Regions from separate parts of the Mus musculus genome. Here region 2 is linked to region 1. A link is a contact called in public HiChIP or PLAC-seq data. All regions are on one chromosome and are shown on one strand. Each heading gives the region's core, a stretch centred on a gene start, on an enhancer-like site or on the middle of the called end of the contact. The rest is flanking DNA. Distances are from core to core; before and after follow the strand shown.

Region 1 (7,295 bases), core at 2,940-5,439:
CTTGAGACCTTCAACTCCATGGTGACTCTGCTCACAGGTGTCAAAGGCTAACAGTGACTAATATCCAAAGTCACTAGCTATCAGGCCCAGGGAGGAGGTGGGGCAGTGTCGCAGAACTCTGACTTACTCTCACTCCTCTCTGAGTACCCTCAGAGAGAGTATTAAAAGGCTTCTCTTTCCCTGTTCCTTTCTGTCCAGTTTCAGTAAAGTTTTTGCTACGTTTTGTGTGAAGCTACGCTAATTGTAAAACAAATAGAGGAAGCCTGATGCTCAGGAAAGTCAGAAGAAGAGGTCAGAACCCCTGGCACTGGAGTCAGACAGTTGTAGACAACCATGTGAGTGCTAAGAACCAAAGTCAGGTCCTCTAAAAGATCACCATGTGCTCTTTCTTAACTGCCAACCAAGTTAGTTCTCCAGCTCCTTTAAATAACTTTTAAAAATAATGATGGGCATTGTTTTCTTCAGTGGCCCCTAAAATAATAGTAACTCTGCAAAATTCCCAAGGAGAATTCCCACAGCTGTCCCTCTGTGTGCAGCTCTCCTCTCCCCACTGTGGCCGTCTCTGCTGTTCTTCCCTGAGCTGCCCAGACGCTGCTTTTGAAGACATTCTTGACTTCAGAAGAGTTAGACCATGTCGTCACAGATCTCTGCTTTCTCTGAAGCAGGTTAATAGATGTAATGTACCCTGTGTGAGAGAAGAAACCAGAGAAAACGTATGATTCGTTTAGACACTTGAAGGGATTGTTAACAAGGCTGACCAAACTATAGCTAGCAGGAAAGGAAAGGAAAGGAAAGGAAAGGAAAGGAAAGGAAAGGAAAGGAAAGGAGAGGAGAGGGGAGGGGAGGGGAGGGGAGGGGAGGGGAGGGGAGGGGAGGGGAGGGGAGGGGAGGGGAGGGGAGGGGAGGGGAGGGGAGGGGAGGAGAGGAGAGGAGAGGAGAGGGAGAGGGGAGGGGAGGGGAGGGGAGGGGAGGAGAGGGGAGGGGAGGAAGAGGGGAGGGGAGGAGAGGGGAGGAGAGGGAGAGGAGAGGGAGAGGAGAGGGAGAGGAGAGGGAGAGGAGAGGGAGAGGAGAGGGAGAGGAGAGGGAGAGGAGAGGGAGAGGAGAGGGAGAGGAGAGGGAGAGGAGAGGGAGAGGAGAGGGAGAGGAGAGGGAGAGGAGAGGGAGAGGAGAGGGAGAGGAGAGGGAGAGGAGAGGGAGAGGAGAGGGAGAGGAGAGGGAGAGGAGAGGGAGAGAGGAGAGGGAGAGGAGAGGGAGAGGAGAGGGAGAGGAGAGGGAGAGGAGAGGGAGAGGAGAGGGAGAGGAGAGGGAGAGGAGAGGGAGAGGAGAGGGAGAGGAGAGGAGAGGAGAGGAGAGGAGAGGAGAGGAGAGGAGAGGAGAGGAGAGGAGAGGAGAGGGAGAGGGCAGAAAGAGGAGAGGAGAGGGCAGAAAGAGGAGAGAGAGGGAGAGGGAGGGAGAGAGAGAGAGAGAGAGAGAGAGAGGGAGAGAGAGAGAGAGAGAGAGCCACAAAAGGTCATTCACCAGATGCTTTGTGCAATCAATGAGCTAAGGGAGCCAGGTTCGGGGACTTTTGTGGGCAGGGGTCAGAGACAGGGATAATTTTAGAGTCTTCCTTAGAACACTTACTGAAGACTCTACATAAATTCCTCAGGTACTTGAAACTATTAATGGAGACTACACCCATGGAAAGCTGTTAGCATTTGCTCACAGGACAGAAATGGAACAATGAATGAATTACAGTTAAGTGAGGGAAAGTCGATATCAATCATTTTGTCTGGGTTAGAAAGCTAAGTCTGTAAATGCCACTATGTAAGAAATCAGAGAGGACTTAGCAGAAATCCCTTGTTCTCATCAGACTCCGTGTCTTATTACAGAAAGACAAAAGACAAGTTGCTCTCACCATTTCCCTAATTTCAGCAGATAATTCTGTACAGAGTGGTGGTGGTGGCTTTCGGGTCTTTCTGTGTGTGACTTATCATTCACAGGATTTTAGGATGGGAGGACATCCTAAAATATAGGATAGAATACCAACCTATCGACTTAGAGCAAAATCTTCTCCACTGACTGACCTTAAGACTAAAACTAAATGGCCATTGTTTCAAAAATTGATTCAAGACCAGTGGCACGTGCCCGAAATTCCAATATTCTGGAGGCTGAGGTAGGAGTTCAAGACCAACTTAGGCAACACAGTGAAACTCCAGCTTTAAAAATAAAAAAATCACCTAAACTAATACCACCTTCCTTTAAAAAAAAAAAAACTACTATTTTGTGTGTGTGTGTTGGGCGAATGTATAAGTGTGCACAGGTGTGTGTACAGGTGTGTGTGTACAGGAGTGTGTGTGTGTGTGTGTGTGTGTGTGTGTGTGTGTGTGTGTGTACAGGTATCATTGTCCATGTGGGTGCCTGTGAAAGCCAGAGGCCAACATCAGGATGTCTTCCTCAATCACTTCCCCACCTTATTCTTGGAGACAGTATCTTGCACTGAACAGTACTCACTGATCTGCTAGGCTGACTGGGCAGCACAACCTGGGGCTCAGCCTGTCCATTCCTCCTCACACTAGAATTACAAACGCTTGAACAAGTTCACCCACTTAGACAGCATGGCTTCCACCAGTCCTCTAGACTCTCCTTTCTACAGAGTAAACAAACTGGGAGGAAGGAAGACAGAAGAATCCCAAATAGGAATTACCTCTGACCTTGGCTCTAAGTCTTCCTCTACCGCTTGAGAGAAAAGGAGATGCTGATAGTGTTGGTATAGGCTCTACTACTCTCACATGGCCACCCAGTTCTCTCACATGGCCACCCAGTTCTCTCACATGGCCACCCAGTTCAGAAAGTGACTAAATTATATTCATCCCAGAACACAAAACTAACACTGATCACATTTAAGGCATCAATACAAACACATAATGAGCATTCTCCCATGTATTCTGAGATTGTTATTGTAGTTGTTGTTGTTACAAACAAGTGCTCTTTACATGGAAAGAATTATATATATATATATTTTAACCTTTCTTCCTTTTGGCTCTAAACCAGAATTAGTTGGGCTTTGTGTCAATTCTAGTCTTAAGAGGCAAATCCTTTCATTGAAAGAAAATCTTGCTCTGAGTATCCCACGCTCAGCTGCTGGATAAAAAGAACTCCCTGGAAAATATATGCAAAGACAGTATTTTAGTTCAATGCAGCTGATTCCAGATATGCACGTGGGTGGATTGATCTCCCGGGCAGCAGTATTCCATGGATCTATTCTTTCATGAAATAATTTCCCTCCTGCTTCCTAAGCTTCCAAATAAACATCTAGTTTTATTTTCTTCCTTCAACAAATGACATTTACATAGAGGAATCACTTTTTACCAAGGTATTCAGACAGTATGATTTTTAAAAGCCAAGTATCAGCTGAAGCCTTTGTATACAGATTTTTGTCTTTAAGAAAGAAAAAGCCAACTGTGCCAAGATTCCTAGCAAGCCCATTACCTAGTAGACACCCTGGAGGCTTGTCTGTACCCCAAAGCTTACCAAGCTGTAGTTGCCATCTTCCTGGATGGCCTTTGAAGTTGTAATGTGCTTGCACTTCAAAGCGATACCAAGACAATAATAGGGATGTAGAGAGTGGTCCTATTGACCAATCCAGGAAATGTTAGGCATATGTTATGAGCCTAAATGGTTTTCTGTTTCACCATCAAAATCTTCTATGACCAAAAGATTAAAACTAGGCAGAGTGCATGGTATTCATTAATATGGTCATTAATGAGCGCCATGTAGCAAGTATCAATGAAATCTCTATGCTTTCTAATGAACATGGCAGAAGCAAACAGCTGCCCCTTAATGTGATTGCTTCAAGGCTGTTCTCCTCTCCCTATATTGTGTCTTCCTTAGGACCATTTACCATGTCAAATGAGCCTTCTGTCTCCCCAGGTTCCACGGACAGGAGTTGAATAGTCTCTGAGCTATGTACTAAATCAGCAGTTTTAATTAAAATGTATATGCTCTCAAGAAACAATAAATTGACTTCATACTTTAGTACAATTTTCTATATTAAAAGGTCTGATAAAGTCTTCAACTTAAAAAGTAATCAGTAACCAAGACCCAAACCTAAAAGAAAGCCTGAAATAGCACTTAAGGAAACTGTGCAGAGCCCACCAGACCTAAGTAAATACTTTGCTTCTGTTTTCCAGTCCCTTTTTGTTTGGTTACCATGACAACCTGTTTGTGTGGGGGTAACTTGGAATGTATAAGAATTTGCTGCAGTTGAATGCCTTGTCCTATTGACCAGTATGATAGGCAATAGTGAAACTAGACAGAAATAAAAGAGGGGGGAGGGCACTGATGGTGTGGGCAAAACCAAAATGTTATTTGGGAACCATAAATTAATAACTAATAATAACAACAACAACAACAACAACAACAACAAAGTTCATTACCTTTCCCAAGTATTTTCAGAGTTGCTGTGAAGGAGGCTTCCAAGTCTTCTGGGCAGTGATTACCTCCGATGTTCCATGGCCTGTGGATTCTCACTTTCTTAACCTTCTTTAGTTATAAGGCATAGATGGCACTTCACTTTGCGTTCATTATTCTGCTTCTGATGAGTCATGTGCTTTTATGAACCTGCCAGAATCCTTCACAGCAGGAACAGCATCCTGATACCAAGGCAGTGCAGTAGAGCAGACAAACTCTGGAATGAGAGTTAGGTGCAAGATCGTAGTCTTGATTCAGGAACTGATCAGTTGTGCAGCATTTCAAGAAGTCTCATTATTAACACACTAAGGTTTGGTTATTGTATTATAAGATTAATGCACTTTTAAAGGTTTTATAGTTAAGCAGAAAATGACAGCATGCAACTGTGATTCCAGTACTCAAGAGACTGAGGCAGGAGGACTACAAACTCAAGGCTAGTCTGGACTGTGTAGTGAGTCCCTGTCTCCAAACAAGTACACAGAGAGAGACAGAGACAGAGACAGAGACAGAGACAGAGACAGAGACAGAGACAGAGACAGAGACAGACAGAGAGAGACAGAGGCAGAGTGACAGAAAGGCAGAGAGACAGAGAGACAGAGAATGTTATAATTAATTGTGTTATCTGTAGTATTGAACCTACATGTGTTTATTATCATATCCTGAGTTCAACTGTTTATTTTAAATTCTGTCTCAGTCAATATTAATAAATGGATGATTAAGATGACGCTGATACTCAGGAGACATTATCACTTTGATGTAGGCTATCAAACTGTACATTTTAAAACCCTGATTGGACTGGCTGACAATAGACAGCTTCTAAGATAAACAGAAGAGACAAAGTAGATAGATGTTTGTAGTTACACTGACAAAGAGAAGAAATAAGAACATCAGTATACGCTTAAAACCCTGCTTTAGCCACATCACAGGAGAGTAAGCAGGGCAGCCTTACTATAGAGTCTCACCTAGACACAAACTCAGGATCACAGAGAAGCTGTTTGCTTGACATATCCTCACTGCTTCTCTTTAAGGCAGCATCTATTAAAGTTTAGTTCGATTGCTAGAGGTACCCATGGGTTCAAATCTCAGCCATTGTTTACACTTCAGAGATAATCTAACTTCTTCTCTACTCACAGTAACCACAAGGGCTTTAAGCCTGTCAGCAGCCTGCTGGAGGTGGCTAGCCATGGAAGCTGTTTCAGCAACTCCAAGAGTAAGACGCACCAAACTCCAAAGCCACCCATCCATGATCAGGCAGCTTTAATTGTTAGGTAATTCTTACATACACTAACACCAAATTATTCTTGTAGGTTATTGTATACCATAGCCCCAGGCTAGAATCTCTCTCTCTCTCTCTCTCTCTCTCTCTCTCTCTCTCTCTCTCTCTGCATGTCAATTCTTTGAGTTCAAAAGTCACCCAAACTAAACACTATTCTTTTCTCTGACTTGTATAGAGTTACCTTCATAATTAATTCCATCGGCATGCTTACCTCCTGATTAGGGTTATATGCTGGAGAGGCAATGATTAGGCAAACATTTTATTGATTCTTTGTGAATTTCACTTCATGCACCTCAATCCCATTCATCCCTCTGTCCTTTCACACTTGCAACCACCCCCCAAAGAGATCAACAACAACAACAACAAAGGGAGGGAAATAACATTAAAAACGACAACATCTATTTACCCCCTCTGTGAACCGCTGGAGCCTATGAAAGACCTGATCCTGCAGAACTAAGGCTACAGGATCTCCATGACACAGGACAAAAAAATAGGATATTGGAGAGTCACTGGTGAGGATCTGGTATTGATAGATAGACATTTGTGATTTATTTTTTGTTAAGAAGCCAGTGGTCTACAGAAGGAGCCAAGAGCGTCCGCAAATATGTTCAAAATAAAGGCAGGTAGTCTATTGGTCTCGAAACTGAGGTGTACAAATCATAGATAGTGCACAATCCATTTGGACAAGCTATTAGAACTGATACTTTTTGTTTTTTGTTTTTGTTTTTAAATGATACAGGAAGACTATTATGTTCCACTAACATTTCATTTGCATCTGTCACTGGTAACCTCAACAGATGTGAGTGCCAAACTGTTACGTGCCATATGTAGTAACCAAAGCATCCTACCAGAAAAGCCGAGGCCCAGTCAGTTCCCCATCAAGCCCATCCTTCCTCATTACCATCATAGCAGGCTGCTTTTAGAGTGCCCATGGATTGTATTACTTAAAACACGTTTCTAAAATGGACAAGCCACTGTAAACGATCTATCCAGAGAAACGCCAAGCTGATGACAGTGCAAAGGTGAGTCCAGCAGGAGAGAGGAGGGAGGCAGGGGTGACCTTCTTACTGTTCACCATACATCTCTACCCCATAAAAGTGATAACACTGCCATCGGTCAAGCAAGTGACCACAATTATAGCTATGAAGGGGACTGCTTCAAACACAGGTCAGCAATGAAGACCTTACAAACCTTAACTGAAATTGATAAAAATTCAGAAATTTCTTTCCCGTGATTTTTTTTCTTGATAGTGAACGGGTACTATTGCTTTGACCAAAAGCAACTTGGCTTTTACTTCCAAGTCATAATCCATCACTGAAGAGCATCCTAGGACAGAACCTTACTGAAACGTGGGACATAGGCTATGGGTAGGACACGTATGAACTCACGTGTGATTTATGGGACTGGCTTTTAAAAAAGAAAACTCCTTAGTGAAGTAGGAAGCTACCTTAAAATCGTATTATCATTCAAGGGTTGTGGTTGGAGCCCCCATGGTAGAGCACTTGCCTAGAGTGAGGCCCTTCGTTCGATTTTCAACACTTCCAGAATTTAAAAAAAAAAAAGTATT
Region 2 (6,908 bases), core at 1,181-3,680, 690 kb before region 1:
AAGTGTGACCTTTCCCAGGACAAATACATGCACACAAGGCCGGGGCTGGAGAATGTGAAGCGGGAACTGATATTTAGAACACACCCCAAATCCATGTTCTCTCTCAGAACACAGCTGCTACAAAGGGGATGCAGAGCTTGGGAGCCAAAAGCAAATATTTGATGCTGAAGAGCTCTTAAGAGCTGAAGAGCGTCATTTGCTTATTTCTACACATCAGTGTGGTTTTAGAATGTTAAATAGATTAAAAGGCTAAGAGAGGTCAATCATCCCAAGGAAGACTTGTACATTGCCTATCCTGCTTCTTCCTAAAATTGTTAAATGCGGGGCCACAGTCATCTGGAGAGTCCTTCACAAACTGAAAAGTTAACACATAGACTCCTGGAATGTCCTGCAAGGTGGATCAGAGTCTACAGACGATGAATCCCAGCATAGATAGGTCAGAGAAAATCGAGAGGGAATGAAAGTCAGAAACTAATAGTCTGAGAAATTACCAAATCTATTCGTCTTGGGAGAAAGCAGGAGCGGGGGGGGGGGGGGGAGGTAGATCGGAGAGAGAGAATCTCAAGATTGTCCATTTTGCCAGAGGCAGAGGATGCACAGGTTTCCAGGCCGGAGCGGCTTCACCTGGCACAGCTTCCAAGTTCACAGAGTCTGGGAATCTACGCTTAGGCTTCTCTAAAACTCTACCACCTCCCGCCAAACCTCTGGCTCCCGCAGGAGTTTTTTCTGCATAGAGGTCAGCACAGTCATTTCAATTTAATCTCATTTAAAAAGACATAACTAATAAATCTATTGCCAGGACCACAGAAAGACAGCCAGCAGAGTCGATCGATCTCCCAATCCCATTGAATCCCATTGAAAACCATGACAACACCGGACAAGCTCCGATTTATCCCAGGGAGCTAAAGCGCATTGTGAGCAGACATCAATCACGCATTATTCCGGACTGAACAAATGCAAAATCTTTGCTGGAACAAATGCTTCCAACAGGTCCGGGCGTCCCAGCTCCATTTCCCCTTTGTTTGTGGCCTAGCAGTTGGCCTGTAGTGGGCTAGCCTCCGCCCGACCACCCAGCGCGCGGTACCACCGGCCACTTTAGGCACGCTTGGTAGGACTGCAGCTGGGGGTGGACGCAGGCTGGGTGAGGCGGGAGGGGGGGTGAGGGTGGGGGCGCCACGCCCTTGTCAGGTTCGAATTCAGCCTCAGCAAAGCCCGGTTTTCAGATGCGGCTACCCAAATGTAGCTCTCATCCCTGAAATTTAGAAACCAGGTACCCAAATAACTAGCTGGATAGAAAAAGGCTTCTGAGACCGCACTCTAGCGCTAGACTGGAGCCAGAGGAAGACTAGAAAGGCCAACAGAATGTGCCTGCTGCTGCCGGATTCTGCCCTCTCCTACCTCCTTCACCCGCCTTCCACGTGGATCATTTTATCTGTGTTCCCTTGGTGACTAGAGGATCTGGGAGACATCTCCTGCCAGGCACATTTCTTTTGGGCAGGCCTGTTGCTAATTCTGCCTATCCGCCCATTCTATGTCAGACGGGGCAGCTGTGGTGTGGTCTGCTACACTGTGAGCAGTGAGTAATGCAGACCGCTCACTGTCCCTTCCTATGCTGCTAACTGGCACCGACTTGGGAGATGAAGGGCAGGGACGAAGCCCTAGTGACAATACCAAGGAAGCTTTGGTAGGCCACCCTAAAATCTGCTACCTCCCTTGGGTCCTCGAATGGAGGAGCTCAGCCAGAGTCCCAGACTCAGGGTCCATAGATGCCAGACCAGGATGGACATTTCGGGACCTGGATGTTGGCTGTTTTGTTGGCCTGAGGAGACAGACACAGGTCCCAAGCTCTCCCACAGGCTTCCAGACCTTTCAGACTGTGTGTGGTGAGTGTGTGTGTGTGTGTGTGTGTGTGTGTGTGTGTGTGTATGTAGGCTCCTGCAAAATCTGTGCCCTAGACATCTGGAAAGACCAGGCCATCCTCTGATATCTAAGGAATGCTACCAAAAAAAAAAAAAAAGTGCGCCAGTTTAACGTAGTTATAAATCACTTTCCAAATAATTATGAGAAACTACCATTCCAGCAGGGAAGCTCCGGGGAAAAACAAACAAGGAATAATAAAGTCGCTCCACCCTCCCCAGCTCTACCACCCAGCCCAGGCCCCACGTCAGCCTGAGAGGAGAAGGAAGCTGGGGCTCAGTTGGGAGGACCATGGTCACTGTTCGCCACCCAAGATGTTATTCACTGGTAACAATCCCCATTATCTGTCCCCACTTTGGTCTAATCAGACAATCGCTAATACCAGGCCAGCTTCCTGCGACCTCTGGGAGGTAGTCTTGCAGAGGGGGCGGGTGCCGGGCGGGGCGGAGCGGGAGGCGGGGGAAGGGGGGGCGGAGATGGCACCTTCCGGACTTGCCCCGGCTTCGCTCCAGCACTCATTCAGGTACTTAAAACCCTGGACACCCCGACTGCGGTTTTCAAAGCCCTCCGAGTAGCAAGGGCTGTTAATATAAATAGGGATTCCTCCCGCAAAGGTGCTGGCGTCTCAAGGCCAGCGCATGGCGAGCGCCTCGCACTTCCATCCTTAGGAGCGGCGTCCCCAGCTGTCCCTGGGTCCCTAGCCTACCCTGCCCCCCACCTTCTTCCCCTCCTCGGCCATGGCCACCTCTGGACGCCTCGGCTTCACGGTGCGCAGCCTCCTGAATTTACCTGAACAGGATGCGAAGCCTAGGGTGAGGCGCGAGCAACAGACGTGCGTTCCACAGACTGCTGCCTGGCTGGAGTCGGAGTGCAGCCACTACCTGTGTGAGTGAGCCAGGACTGCGGCCGGGGGTGGGGAGTGCGGAGGAGGGACCCAGCCAAGCCTCTGGGGTCAGGGATGGAGAGTGGAGATTCCCAACCCAGAATCAGGTTCCTTCGACCCTAGAGCAAGCGCGAAGCTCTGTGGTCCTCAAACAGACAGGTGGTGCGTCTGAGTCCACACATCCTGAGAGTAGATCTTGGTCCTGGACTGCTGAGGAAGGTAGTGGTTTTGGTGTCTGGCGATCCGAAAAGACCGGGATATTTAAAGATTTGAAACCTTCCTTTTGTGTCCCAGGGCTTTGCAAACTTCAAATCAGAGGTGGCCGGTATGGGTGACTCAGCTTGTGGGAAACTAGTCTGCCAGCTCAGTTACTGTTGCGATTCCTTTAAGAGGACCCCAGGGTGGGTTTCTCTGGGGCATCATCTCAGGTCTGCCGATTACTCTTGTAGTATGGTTGAGGTAAGAGTAGGGAACGTGGGTACCCAGAAGTGAATACAGCAAAGCAAATGGGTCGCAAAGCCCGGAGCAAGAGAATTGGGACTCCAGGTGGAGACGAGGGTGGGAGACAGGTCCCAGACACCCGTAGAGGCTGGCCTCTCACCAGGCGACGTCTGCTTTGCTTTGTGGTTCCCAGCCTCGGACGAGAGCGGCCTGGAGACAAGCCCTGCAGACTCGTCGCAGCTGGCTTCGCTCAGGCGGGAGTCCCCCGGCTCCGACCCGGAGAAGAGGAGGAAGCGGCGGGTGCTGTTCTCCAAGGCCCAGACCTTGGAGTTGGAGCGGCGCTTTCGGCAGCAGCGCTACCTGTCGGCGCCGGAGCGGGAACAGCTGGCTCGACTCCTGCGCCTCACGCCCACGCAGGTCAAGATCTGGTTCCAGAACCACCGCTACAAGCTGAAGCGAGGGCGAGCGCCTGGGATCACAGAGCCTTCGGATATGGCAGCATCATCTGATCTGCACGCCGCTCCCGGCCTGCTGCGCCGCGTAGTGGTACCCGTGCTGGTTCACGACCGGCCACCGAGCAACAACGGCAGAGGTGAGGGGACCTCTGCGGTGCCCCAGGACAAGTGCAGCGCACGCCTGGCCACTGCGTGTCCGGTGCCAGGCTACACCGCCTTCGGACCGGGCTCGGCGCTTGGCCTCTTCCCAGCCTACCAGCACTTAGCACCACCAGCTCTGGTCTCCTGGAACTGGTGAGGCTGCTGCGGAGTGCCTAAAGCCACCCTAGACTTGGGACATTGCTGTTTGGTCCGCCGCAGTAGAGCTACAGCCACACCAAAGTCAGGAGGTGACCCTTGCAGGAGCCCTTCTTGAGTCCTGGGTCCCTGGATTGCCCTAACCGGCAAACACACACACACACACACACACACACACACACACACACACACACACACACACAAGGGACTGTCTCCAAGACTCGGAATGGTTGCCCGGGCGCCAGTCCCAGAGCAAGATTTTATTTCTTGAGCATTATTTGTATATTTTAAAATAGCGACTTGTATGAAGCAACTTATTTTTAAAAAAGAAATAGAGTGTTTTCCCCTTGACTTGTTGCGCTAGATTATACTGTGGAGGGTTGGGTCGCTGGCGCTCCTACCACTAAAGGGATGGAAACTGGTTTCCCTTGGCTGGAGGTGGAAAGACCATTTACACTGAGACCCATCCCCGGTTTATACTGTAGGTCAGAATAAAGTCCCAACAAGACTTTGGGAGGAAAGGGAGTAGGAGAGGCAACGGAGGCGATCTGGGTAGCTCTGCAGAGTGAAGCTGGAGATTCTTTAGTCTCTGGCTCCAAGACTGAAAGCTTATCCTGCCCCTCGAGCAGGGTCCTGACTCAAGGCTGTTTCCAGGACTTGAGGATTGAGGAGCTTGGAAGCAAGGAACTTGGAACATACAGTTAATGCCATGAGCGCTTCAATGTGCTGTTTCCTGCCTCCTCTACCCGGCAGTGGTGGGACTGGAGAGGGAGGGCATTGAAGAAATAAAAAGGGCCACAGAATGACCTGCCCAGGGCACTGTTTCCAGGCTACCCTAGGGAAAGAGGGTAATGCTAGGATTGCTATGCTGGGGTGCGATCGGCTAGTAAGAGTCCAGTCAGCAGTGCACACACGGAATGATCTCCTTTCCATTCCAGGCCTTGGTTTGCCCCTGTTCTTTTCCTGGGTATATAGTGAGGGAGGAAATCCAGGGCAGGCAGTCGCTGTCTCTGAAGCTGTGACCTTATCTCTGGAAACCCATTTCAGAAAGAGGAGAGGAGAGAGGTGTCCAGTTGGTCCAGGAACAGGGACAAGGCCCCTGATGAGGTCTGAAGAGAAAGCATTAGGCTTGGTAAAGGTCCTCGATTTCTTGTCCAAAGAAGAAGAGGAGGAGGAGGAAGAGGAGGAGGAGAAGGCATCAAGGTTGTCACCTGGAATGGGGGTGTGTGGATGGTACATTTGGGTCTCAGCTGCCTGTCACCTTGTCTTCCATATGGATGTGGCTATCTCAGAAGAATCTCCATCCTTAAACCTCCTTTTGTGCTGGATACTGAAAAAGGCATTGTCAGGCCTAAAAAGGACCTAGACAAAATCCTCACTGTTTCAATTCAGAACTCTGTTTAATCAGTCCCTGGAGACAATGTAGTGGGTGTTAGGCAGGACAATAGTATCTTTTTAAACCTTGTGGCCTTCAGGAAGACAAAGGGCTTGAATTTTATGGGCTTACAACTTCAATTAGAATAGTGCCAATGTGCATGGGAGATTATCAAATTTGTATCATAAAACCCCTTTCTAACAAATGATTGGTAGGGAGGGAGCCCCAACATTGTAAGACATATACTGGGACCTGTAGGAGCTTCTCTGTTAGATTTGGCCGAGCAGATGTGAAAGAAAAAGAGGAAGGGATTTCTAAGGAAGGCCTGGGTTGGGATTTGTAGCTGGCTGTGAGCTTGGCTCTTCCATGCTCTTCCTGCATGAATGGGAGAAAGTTTAGAAGAGACCTATTCAGCAGATCTTGGACCCTGTGGAGTGGGAAGGGTCTATAAATGTGAAATCTGAAGAAAAAAGGGATGGGGTCTGTAGGGAGGCTGATTTAACAAGGGTGAGGGGAAAGTGTACTCACATCCAGATTCATCATGGTCCTAAATGGTGAGCCAAATTTGAGTCACAGCAGGATGGACCCAGTGAGCCAACTGTGCTCTGGACAGGAAGGGGACAGTGGCACCAGCAGGCATGATATACAAACTGTTAGTCTTTTATATTCTTTTGTCATTGGCCAGAAAGTCCTTTCTTCAGAAATAAAAGACCCCATGGAAAGAGAAAAATGCATCCACATCTCAAGGTTTCATTTTAGAGACTCGGGTTGACATCTATGCTCTTCTGTCCATACCTATGATCAAATAGAAAAGTGCTCATTTCCTCTGTGGCTCAAAAGCTGAATCCAAGTCTTTTCTGCCAACAGCTGTGAAGATAGTCAGGGGCTCCCTCTCCACAGGGTCTCCCTCCCCAGAGCAAGTGTCTGATCCTGCCATCCACCTTGGACATGACAGGATAGATTCACACTCAAAAAGCTTGCAGTGAAATTTGTTGTGTTTCCAGGTACATTCATAGCTGATCTCACAGAAACCTTACACACACATAAACACACACACACACACACACACACACACACACACACACACACACACACAGGGAGAGAGAGAGAGGGAGAGGGACAGGGAGAGGGAGAAAGAGGGGGGGCCTAGCGGATCTTGTTTTACAGACAAGAAACTGGCACAAAGTAATTATAAACCTCAAAGGATGTTACTATTGTCCTTAGTTTGCCTCATATTTAGCCACCCTCCAAGCTTCCCCTAAGTAGGACAGTTGTCACCTTGTATATTTTATGCAGCCATCATACATATGGACAGGCTGCAAGAGCAAGCTGGAAGCTCTCTACATAACTCAAGGCCACTCCTGAAGCTGCTCCCAGAACCCAGTGACTTGCTACCACTTATAACTATCCCCTGTGTGCCAGAGGACAGTCCAAGTATTTTTGCGTATAGTATAATGATTCATAGCTGATCTCACAGAAACGTTACACACACATACACACATATACACGCAGAAAGAGAGAGAGAGAGAGAGAGAGAGAT

The links. HiChIP or PLAC-seq counts read pairs in DNA pulled down with a chosen protein or histone mark.
Region 2: an H3K4me3 HiChIP or PLAC-seq map of stem cell-derived neural progenitor cells shows a contact between it and region 1, with 4 times the contacts expected there. The contact joins the promoter of Nkx2-9 here to the enhancer-like site in region 1. A contact is called at or near these places in 4 of 39 promoter capture datasets (cranial neural crest, hippocampal neurons, pre-B cells and 1 more) and 1 of 115 datasets of contacts at active chromatin or transcription factors (stem cell-derived neural progenitor cells).

The regions. Positions count from the first base shown.
Region 1 is chr12:55,923,390-55,930,684 of GRCm38.p6, reverse strand. No RefSeq gene overlaps it. Among named protein-coding and RNA genes, the nearest start is that of Gm22296, 16 kb to the right of the region's middle. Within about 2 kb of position 4,189, at least 18 of the 459 cell types and tissues checked have an H3K27ac peak or open chromatin away from gene starts, as enhancers often do. A contact at or near this core is called in stem cell-derived neural progenitor cells, where this site is marked.
Region 2 is chr12:56,608,806-56,615,713 of GRCm38.p6, reverse strand. It overlaps Nkx2-9 (NK2 homeobox 9), which reads left to right and starts at 2,430. Exons shown (of 2, transcript NM_008701.2): 1 at 2,430-2,802; 2 at 3,435-4,321. The coding sequence starts at 2,655. The coding sequence ends at 3,994. All of the region lies in intron 3 of Gm26973 (a long non-coding RNA gene), which reads right to left.